Regions from separate parts of the Mus musculus genome. Here region 1 is linked to region 2. The links are chromatin contacts, called in public HiChIP or PLAC-seq maps. All regions are on one chromosome and are shown on one strand. The core of a region is the stretch at or near the end of the contact, and the rest is flanking DNA. Distances in the headings are between cores, read along the strand shown. Region 1 has its middle 17 kb from the start of Cdca7. Region 2 overlaps Map3k20 (mitogen-activated protein kinase kinase kinase 20).

Region 1 (5,433 bases), core at 1,657-4,156, 160 kb before region 2:
CTCCTTGCTTGGTGGTTTAGTCCCTGGGAGCTCTGGGGAAGTCCCATTAGTTGATATTGTTGTTCTTCCTATGGGGTTGCAATCCCCTTCAGCTTCTTCAGTCCTTCCTCTAACTCTTCCATTGGGAGCCAACATTTGAAATGTAAGTAAATAAAATAACCAATTTTTTTAAAAGGAAAAAACCAAACCAATAACAATAACAAAACAAAAACAAAAACAAAAAACCCAGCCTCCTCCATCTCTCAACCAAATTATCTCCACAGCACTCATTCAGGAATAGAGTTGGGACCCTACAGTAGCCATTAATTAATCCAGTTCTCTCTTGTCTAAGCCCTCTCAGGGGCATTTGCTTTGAAATGATCAGAGAAAACTGATCAGTCTGAGCAAAATTGATCCATCGTGTTTGGACAAAAGCCTAACTTGAAAAAGTACATTGCAAAACAGTATCCCCGATATCTTGTTAATAAGATAGATAGATAGATAGATAGATAGATAGATAGATAGATAGATGAAAGATAGATAAAACGCATATATACCCAGATACAGAGAGTTTTAAATGTTGAGTTTTAAGAGTGTTTACCTCAGGGTGATGAGATCTGAGTTCTCCTTTGTGCTTTAACATTCCACATTCCTTACAATACAGATTAACATTGTAGTCAGAACATCAACTAAACCCACACTGATGTATTGGATTTTGTAAGGATGCTCATTTCCACAGAGTAATAGACAGCAGGACTGATGCTGTGGTACAGAGAGACCAAGGCAGACACTGGGTCTCCTCTTAGAGCGACTCCCTTAAGATCGCTGACATCTGATCACGTTACTTCCCCTGTGTTTGAAAAATAAGAATGCTTTAAAGAGCTCTCTCTTTCAACATGGTTGACCACTTTGTACTCATTTCTCTTGCTGGAGCATGGCGTGTTCTGTGCATATATTTGTGGCTGCATCATTAACAGGGCACATTCTTGGAGAATTGAATTTTAAGCAGATTAGGGAAGGTAAGTCAGTACATGAGTGTTGGGACTCAGCAAGACAGAGCAAAGCCACTGTGATATGGGGGAATGCCCCCAACCTGTGGGTGCAATGCAACTCGGCCTGGATGTCTCCCGCAGACAGATGGAAAGTCTGTTTGGTTCCCCTCCCTCACTGCTGAGGAGTAGAAGTCAACTGTCCATGGAGAACTAGGTGAAGTCACATGTGTTCTGGAAACTTCTGGTAAATCTAGACTTGGAGGTCAGGTCTCTTGAAGACAGACTTAGTTCCCAGTCTTTACTTGAGGTCAAGTTCGCCCCACAGCAAGCCTGGTCAGCTAACCAGGGGCAGCCTCTCGTGGCCCCATTCCTAAAGACATGCTGATTCTGAGAAACCAGCAGATGCAGAAAGAAAAGCTGTAGTTCACAAAAGGATAAAAATGAACTGAATTGAAGGGACCTAAGAAAAGAGTAATTTTTTTTTTATTTAGTGTTATATATATGAGTACACCGTAGCTATACAGATGGGTCAGATGGTTGTGAGCCTTCATGGAATTTTTTTAGGACCTCTGTTTGCTCCAGTCAACCCTGCTCACTCCGGTCAACTCTGCTCCCTCGGGCCCAAAGATTTATTTATTATTATACATAAGTACATTGTAGCTGTCTTCAGACGCACCAGAAGAGGGCATCAGATCTCAATACGGGTGGTTGTGAGCCACCGTATGGTTGTGGGATTTGAACTCAGGACCTTCGGTAGAGCAGTCAGTACTCTTACCTGCTAAGCCATCTTGCCAGCCTGAAAAGACTTTTTCTTTTAAGAGTATTCTTAAAGAAATTTAAAATAGATTCTATGGAAAATGAATAATGACAGGACAAGAAGGGACTCTTGAAAGTTAAAAATATTACTAAAAAACAGTGTTAATTGAATTATATGAAATTCCTGGTATTTGATCATGTTGTTGTACATAAATAGCAATTCTACATGATTGAACCTAGGTTAAGGATTTGCAACCTCACTAGATGTAGGAGTCTACATGAATGAAAGAGATGAAAACATGGAATCCATACAGAAGATCTGGAACATAGGAAAGAGAGAATAAAACCACACACACACACACATACACACACATAAGTAACAACAAAATTGAGGGAAGTAAGTTATATTTAATAATAGAAAATTTTCCCTAGAAAAGTAGGACTTGGTTTTGGTTTTGGTTTTTCAAAACAAGGTTTCTCTGTGCAGCTCTGGATATCCTGGAACTAACTCACTCCCCAAACTCGCATAGATCCACCTGCTTCCCAGTGCTGGGATAAAAGGCAGGTACCATTATGCCTGGCCGGAATAGGATAATTTTAACTGAAGAGTGTTGGTCAGAATAAACAGGGGAGGGGGCCAGCAAAGCAAAAGCCACCAAGATGCTTCATTGTGAAGTTTCAGTACTCAGAAAAATCAAATCTCAAAAGCATCAAGAGAAAAATACATGCTGACACCAGAAGCATCTTTCTTTAGCCACCCAGAATAGATTCTGGGTGCCGAAGAACGCAAGCAGGAAAACCAAGAGAAACAATTCTACTTCAAATCCTCATTCCATCCAAGCTACTAATCAGGTTTGTAAACAAAATAATTTCCAATGCATGCAAGGATGTCTCTCCTACTCTTTCTGGGGGAAACTGCCGGAGGAAGTCTTCAGTAAAACGAGAGAGGAAACCAGCAGAAGGGAAATGAACATTAGAGAACGATGGCTATTAGTTACCTTTCCTGTGGCTATCACAAAAGACCCTAACAACAGCAGCTTAAGGAAGCTCACAGTCCCGGGTAGTTCACAGCAGGGAGAGGATGGCCGCAGGAAACTGAGGCACCTGGTCAGCCATCCTGATCAGTGTTTGCGCATGCCCAGCAGCGGAACGTCTCCTCCGTGACGCTAGATCTTATCAGGTTGACAAAGAATACTAACCATTACGTCACCCCGGCAAGACAAGTGTGCAGCACAAAACGGGGACAAGTGTGCCTTCTCGAGAAGAGGATTCCAGGCAAAGTGGAATGACCGAGAAGCGATACACAGATGAGAGACCTGGACTGAATGGCAAGAGGGTAAAGTGTTAGGAGGGAAAGGTGAACTGTAAACCTGGGAGAAGAGCTGAAGTTTCTAAGAAGGGAGAAGAAAACTTTAATTCACAAGTCTCTGGTGTAGCTCAGTGAGAAAACACCTGCCTAGCTTATAAGAAACAGCGGGTTTGTTCCCAACTATCACACACATAAAGAGTGATACAGCTTTGAATAATCACTGTACTGTTCAAATAGAAAACTGAGCCAGTGAGATGGGTAAAGGCACTTGCCATAAAACCTGACAACTCGACTTCAAACCTAAGGACCCGTGCGTAGGAGAGAACCAGTTCCCACAAGTTGTCCTGTGGTCTCCCCACCCATTCCTGTATACATACATCTGTGTAGGTAAAGCAGAAATAATATATTTACAGTTACACTTAAATGTATACAGGCACTCAAACATAAAATAATATGATTAAATCATTTTTGTCTTAAATAGAGAATACCATCCATGGTGATACTCTCCTTTGAGGCTAAAGGCTGAGATGCCTAACTGAAGGAAAGCCAATGTAATTATGTCGCTTAATACAGTAGTAAACGTTATCTTCAGCCCAAGAAGCCAAACTCGAACTGTAGCAATTGGCGAGTGGTAGGCTTATGGGTGACTTCAATTATGAAGTCCCATTTTCCTATAATAAGGAATTAAGAGACATTTATAGCCTTCAAAATAAATGGAACAAAAAAATAAAATAAAAAATTTAAAATGTAACTTGCATATGAAGCGAGGCTTATGTCCTAATTGGGTTTCTGTTATGAACATTGTATGCATACAGTGAACTTACATATATATAGGGAAACACTCATACATAAAATTTAAACATCTTTGAAATAACGTCTTTGTTTCTTTTTGGTTTGATTTTGTTTTTTGAGACAGGGGTTCTCTGTGTAGTCCCGGCTGTCCTGGAACTTGCTCTGTAGACCAAGCTGGACTTGAACTCAGAGATCTGCTTGCCTCCGTTTCCAGAGTGCTGGGATTAAAGGCATGCGCCAGCACACCAGGCCAAGAACATCATTTAAGCAGAAGTAGGAAACGTGATGCGTTCTACAGCACCCGTAAGCCTGAGAAACAGGGCAGACACTAGGTGATAGACTTCTGGAAAGCAGGAATTTAACTGTGGAACTGCTTCCGGTGGATTAGCTGATGAGCCTGCGGCAGGGCATTTTCTGATTGGCTGGTGAGCACGTCTGCAGGGCAAGTTCTGGTTAATGACTGATGTGGGAGGGCCCAGCCCTCGGTGGCAGTGACACACACCCCTAGCAGGTATTCCTGTATTGGACAGGAAAGTGAGTTGTACAAGCCCCTGGGGCAAACCAGTAAGCTTGTCTCCCCTCCTTGGTTCCTGGCTTTATTTTCCTCAATGTTGGACTGTAATGGAGCAGGACATGTAAACAAAATAAACCCTTTCTGCCCCAAGGTCCTTTTAATCATGATGCTTACCCCAGCAACAGAAACCCAAGCGGAACACAACAGAATATGCATGTCAAACATCCAGAACTGGCAAGTCTAGAAAGCAGATGGGCTCAGGAGCTTGGAGAGGGAGGACGGAGGTGGGGTGGGCCGAGGGAGGCAGGGAAGGGGTTAGTCTTTAGAGTGAGAGACTTGTGGGAGTGAGGTAAGGATGGTCTGCAGTTACAGCCAGAGCGGTTACACGGTTACACGTACAGCACCCTGAACACACTGGAAGCCAACAAATTCTACATTTTGAAATGGTAAATTTTATTTCAAGTTTTTTTTTGTTGTTGTTGTTGTTGTTGTTGTTTTTGTTTTTTTAACTTAAGAAAAACAGAGTAGCAAAATGGTAGACACAAACCAGAGACCCAGTAACCTTGACGCTAGTTAGATGGCTTCTGAAGCCTGGTTCTATGTAAAAAACAAAACTAAATTGCCACAGAAACCTTGCTCTCCGGGGTAGCTCTCCAACTGGTCCTCTCATTGCGCCTGCTGAAATCAATTAATAGGGTTCTTGGTGTCTGCCCTAATCATCATGCAGGCAAAGGAAATTTAGTTAATATCTTTTTCTCCCTCCCTAACACTGAAAAATAAGATAAATAGATCTATCTTCCTAATTTCACTTAGTCATTTCATTCAGTAGCATCTGTTTATCGTGATTTACAAGAATTTGGCTGGCAATGAGATTTGCTGAAAGCATTTGCATAAAGGAATTTTATTTACATATTTTCCTCCTTAAGCGCCACAATACTTAAAATGGTCCTGTCTGGGGAGCCCAGGAAAGAACCAGAGACAGTCAGTCATTACTACTCGAAAGCCATACTGGATGGAGGAGGAAGAAGAGGAGGAGGAGGAGAAGGAGGAGGAGGAGGAGGAGGAGGAGGAGGAGGAGGAGGAGGAGGAGG
Region 2 (5,404 bases), core at 2,158-4,657:
TGACATGGACAGATGAGGTCGTGACCATCACAGTCACCATGAACAAGTAATAAAAAGGGCCCTGTTATACTAATCTCCGACGGCAAGCACATTACCCGGGAATCTGCTTCTCTATTCCTGTTACATGCACATTAACCTCCTGGACCAAGAAGCTGTCACTTTTAGTTTCTGAGAGTGATTCTAAAAAGTAAAAAGACTGAAAAAACCTGCAGAAAAGCTAAAAAGCTAAAGTAAATGTAGTTCTTCTCCTTATAAATAAGAATTAGGGGACAAATGGGCACACAGCATGTGTACTTTTATAAGTGTTTCCATGGAGTCTAATTTTAATGTCGGTTTTAAAAAAATCACATTACGGTATTACAATAATTCTTTTCTCCTTGACCCAAAAAGAGCTCTTAGGCGGCATGTTCGGAAGCTCAGAATAGCAGAGAGCTATCTAACATTAGAGTTTTCCAAAGATGAAATGGCTGTCCCAGGAGGTCACTCAGTTCCCATCGTTAGTCGCCAGGATTCCAACAGACTCGAAATGCCCATTTGTGGCAGGGTGCTCGAGAGTCCACCCAGGCATGAGAAAACACAGTCAAGCAAGGGCTTCTCCGGCACCCAGAACCTACCAAGGCCAAAGAGCACTGGGCCATGGGCAGAGAACTTCAGATCAAGTTCTGTTTTTTCCAGTGTGATGCTGGGAACGACAGAACCTCTCCCATCATCTGTTAGAGGGGAGATTGTAGCCACAGAGCTCTGTAAGTGACAGAACACCATCTGAGTAATGTCACTCAGCATTGGGAATGGCACAAGGCATCCTAGGTTAATGTCTTAATAGAAGTTACATAAGCCAACCACTAAGGAGAACTTCTGGATGGTAAGGATTATAGAACTCATTTTGTAGGGAGCCCGTGGAATTTTAGCAACAAATATATAATTCTCACTATCTAGAGTGACTTAGATAAATTCTTGATCTCGAACAAAAAGCTGAATTGTGATTTATGGGGCACAAGGTCCCTAGTGGCTCAAAATATCAGAAAGAAGGCAGATGGGTTTTGCCTGTAACTGCTTAAGTATTTTAAATGCCTATCATTCAGTAATATTCAACCTTCTCTTTTATGACAAGTCTATGTAGGTAGCTGCAGGAATCTTCCTGTCTTGACTTCCTGAATGCTAGATTAAGGGTGCAATCTATCACGTTCAACTTTCTAAATGTCTTTGAAATAAGCCACATACCTGCGGCCAATGAGGATTATGAAAGCAGACAGAAACTGCTTGATAGCCCTGTGTAGGTTGGCTGGCTGAAGAACATTTTTAATTCCCTTTATGTTACATCCCGTTGCTCAAGAGCCAAGCATATTAGGAAATGCTGTACAGGCTACAGTTCCAGCTAGTGCTTTCAATACTGAATAAAGTAGAAGTTTCTCCTTCTGCTTGGGGGCTGCTCCTTTCCTCTCCTTTAGATCACACAGACTTTCACCTGAGTAATTTATAAAATACAGTAACAGCCACATACTGACTGGCTGACAGAAAACACTTCTCACTATTAAATATGATTACCAGACAATCTCCTTCATATATAAACTTGCTTATACAGAAAAAACATCTCAGCCTGACAGGTGAGTGAAAAGAAATGCCTTTTTTTTTTCTTGGCCCATGATATGGCTGCCCGCCTTCCCAAACAGAGGAGGGATCATCTCCTTACATGTATATCATGCTATACCTCAACACCAAGGATACTCTCCCAATGTAAAAAGTTAACACAGCTGTAACCTCTATTATTATAAGGATTCTGGAAGATTCCTAGTCTAGATTCTGAGAGTGAAAAAAAAAAGAATTCTGTAGTACATTTCACAGTAAGTTACTCTTATATTTAAAATGTATGAAAGATAGACAGGAGAGCATAATAAAACCAAGCATTCTGACATTCTGCATCAGCAAACATAAGACATCATGCATTCCCATGCCAAGTTTGTGCATGGAACCTCTAAGCCCCTTTTCAGGTTGGGGGAGGCAAGTGGCAAGACCACAATCCTCTGGATATTTCGTAACTACTATCCCTAAAAACTGGTGCTTCTTGCAAGAAAAAGATGGAACAAAGATCCTAGTGTCGCAGGTCTGAAAGCCAGCCACATCAAAACCAGGTAGAGTGGTCCTACACCTAAGCAGCTGCCAAGCTGCTGGAGGGACGTGGGCACACTTCTGCCTAATAAAATCTGAATCAAACACTTTGCATCTGATTCTCCATGTGAGCTTTTATGCAAACTTCTAAAGTGCAAGGAATCCTGGGGAGGAAGAGCTATTCTGAGAGATCTCACATAGTTCACGTAATTAGGGAAAGCACTTCCTTTGATTGTAAGTGTTCAAAACAGCCGAATCCCTCCTATCAAAGGCACTCTGTGATTTGGGTCACCTCTTTCACTTCCTCTTTCATGTTTCTCAGGATGAGAGGTGAGGCTGGAGAGCACATTATTTAGGGGAAAAAAAGATCTGGCTTTTTGTTTTAGGGATTGAACTGGCACTATTCAAAAGATCGTCATTAGAATCCCCCTCTCAGCCTCACCTTCTGCCTCTTTCCTCCTCTAGAAGGCTCTTCAGGTGTTGCAGCGCACACCATCCCAAGATGCCAATTTAAGGCTGGTGGAAACTGTCATGTTGTGTGCAAACGGCTTCGAATGTTCATGCTTAGTTTCCAAACATGGTTAGAAAAACAGTCATCTTCAGGATATTGATTTTTATACTTGGAATGTTTGCCATTATAACACTGAATAAGGAGAGAGATAGACAGATATATAGACAGGCAGATAGACAGATACACAGACAGATAGATAAAGTCACATGTTACCATCACCAAATAGGGCACTTTGTTCTTTTCCTTACTCCTAGGGTATCCTTTCTCTCTGTATGTGCAACACGGGCTCACTCAACGCAGCTCTTACACTGATCTTGTTACCGCCAGTTTTGCACTGATGTTTCTAATGTTTCCAGTACAACTTTCTAAAGCACGGTGGTCAGTTATCACAATTGCTTCTGTCAGAAAACTCACTGTTGACCATGCGCTCCAGCGGTGACATTCCTACAGAATGCAAAGCAAATTTAACAGCCATCTATCTGCTGCAATCCTTGAGATTTTAATTAAAGTTTCCGTTCATAGGAATTCAATGTGCACAGAAGCTAGTGAGTGAATGTGACGAAGTCAGCTAGAGTAACAAGACTGCCACCATGTTTACCGCACTTCACCATAAACTCAAGGGTTTTACTGGCCCGGAATTAGATCCGTTACATGAGTTCACGTGAGCCAGCTACCTCAGCTGACAAGTGCAAACAGATATAGATCTGGAACAGAGAAGAGGGGCAGTTGTCCTGGCCCTGTTCAAATGTCTACTGCAGTTCTAAAACCACAGGAAGCTCTCTGGCAAACACCTCACGTTTTAACGTTGTAAGCCAACAGTGAACCGTCCCGCCCAGCCACATCTTCCTCATTACTCTACCTACACTTACTTTTCCAGATTCTACACGAGCTGTTTCGTCTTTCCATTGTTCTTGTTTGTTCCTGTCTCCACTGCCTGAGCTCTTGCTCAGACCTGCTGACATTTTTTTCCGGGTTCATAGTGAATCTGGTAACGCAGCCACTGGTCCTCTTGCCATAGCAGCAGAGAGAAGCAGACATGAACTAACTTATCAGCAGAGGCATGCAACAGGACACTGAGCAAGATTACTTAATTATATAAAAAGTAAGTGTTCTTTATGCACTGGAAAATTTACTTGCAAATCAACTAATTTGTTTATTAAAAACTTTATTTCTGTATTTGAATTTTAGGACCAGATAAATTTTACCTTTCAAATAGTAATCCAAACTTTTTTGCTCCCATCACGGTCATAAAGTTCAGCATTTAAAAGTAATGATAAAATATACTGAGCACTTACTATGAACTAAACATTGTACTGAGATGGCTTGTACCTTCAGAATAAGAAATCCAAGGCAAGGCTGTCAGACAACATGCCTACAGACTTACCTAGTCAAGTGGACGATCTGGGGATTTCAAAGCAGGCCTCTAAGTCTATAGCTGACATTTTAGAGCCTCGCCTGTTTTAAGAACACTTAAGAATTTATCTTGCCAGCTGTTTGGTTCCTGTGAGTCTTCCAACTTCCGCACACGTCTAGAATATATTCATCACTTAGTGGTTGCCTTCTGAATTAACCTGGGGTTAGTACAATAAGGATGCAGAGGTCTCTGCAGCCGAAATAATAAAGTTAAAGGGGAGCATCATGGCTGCCTTCAGAGACAGTGTTTAAGGGCTGCCAGAGGGAGGAGGTAGCAGGTCTAATTTATGTAGTGTAACAGACAGACTAGAACCAATAGACAGAACCAAGTTGAAGCAAATACTATAGGCAAACCATATAAGGCCATTCAAAGAGAACAATTCAAAAGAAGAAAGGATGTCTTAATAGGAAGTTCCCATAAGCAGAAGTAATTCAAGGGTCCAGATAACCAAAGGACCTAGCAAGCAATCACTGTCATACCTAGAGTCTCTTGTCTCAGTGGCTCCTAAATGCCTGTCCATTCCCCTGATGCATGAGACATGACTGCTCATAAGTGGGGGAAATGAACACACACACAAACACACACACACAGAGGCTCCACTCTGAATTGAGTTAATGAGAATCCTTGTAGAATATTTTCATAAGCCCACCAGGTCATTTTGATATGTAGTTAAGAAAACTGATCTTCTGAGGCCCTTGTAGGCTCTAAGACTATAGTCTACAAAGCTGGTTCTCGGCTGTCTCTTAGGTTTAAATTCTCACACCCTAGCCTGAACGACTCGCCCTCGGTGCTAAACTCTGGCCTCTCGTTTTACTGCGCCTTCAGTTGCAGGTACCAGGAGGGAAGCTCTTCCAGACGCATCAGTTTGGAAGTGGCAGTCCCCGCATTGCTCATCCCCTCTCCCTGTCACTTCATCAGCTTTCAGACCATACCTGTGCTTAATCCCATAGATAAGAACACTCCATATCAGCTTCTAGTGGTAAAAGAGCCTAAAAATGAACAGTGCTTTGTTACTGTACTGCCTTATAAATTTATAGAATGAAATAAAATCAATCAATCCCTCATCTTTAAAATATGGAGGGGGGCATTAGACAAAGTATTAAAAAAGGTTGTTCCCTAAGACAGTTATTGTGGCAGAGACAGAAGAAGTAAGGGCTGAGAGCCATCCTAGGCTACAAAGAGAGACAGTCTCTAAAAACACAACATCCCTAAACTGTGTTTGTCTCCATTACCAACTTAATAGAGAAACACTTATTTAAGGTTGGAAATAAATAAACCGCATTTTAAAGTCAATAAATATTTTTATTACTATCTGTAAAATATAATACTGTAGGCAGTTTGGAAGCACAAAGAGGCCAGGAAAAAAAGGGTGG

Evidence for each region. HiChIP or PLAC-seq counts read pairs in DNA pulled down with a chosen protein or histone mark.
Region 1: a contact with region 2 is called in an H3K4me3 HiChIP or PLAC-seq map of the SCID.adh cell line, with 13 read pairs. The contact joins two enhancer-like sites. A contact is called at or near these places in 1 of 115 datasets of contacts at active chromatin or transcription factors (the SCID.adh cell line) and 1 of 9 other capture datasets (adipose tissue).

The regions. Positions count from the first base shown.
Region 1 is chr2:72,490,699-72,496,131 of GRCm38.p6, reverse strand. No RefSeq gene overlaps it. Among named protein-coding and RNA genes, the nearest start is that of Cdca7, 17 kb to the right of the region's middle. Within about 2 kb of position 2,906, at least 11 of the 459 cell types and tissues checked have an H3K27ac peak or open chromatin away from gene starts, as enhancers often do. A contact at or near this core is called in the SCID.adh cell line, where this site is marked.
Region 2 is chr2:72,329,289-72,334,692 of GRCm38.p6, reverse strand. The region is part of intron 2 of Map3k20 (mitogen-activated protein kinase kinase kinase 20); the gene reads right to left. Among named protein-coding and RNA genes, the nearest start is that of Gm52556, 20 kb to the left of the region's middle. Within about 2 kb of position 3,407, at least 24 of the 459 cell types and tissues checked have an H3K27ac peak or open chromatin away from gene starts, as enhancers often do. A contact at or near this core is called in the SCID.adh cell line, where this site is marked.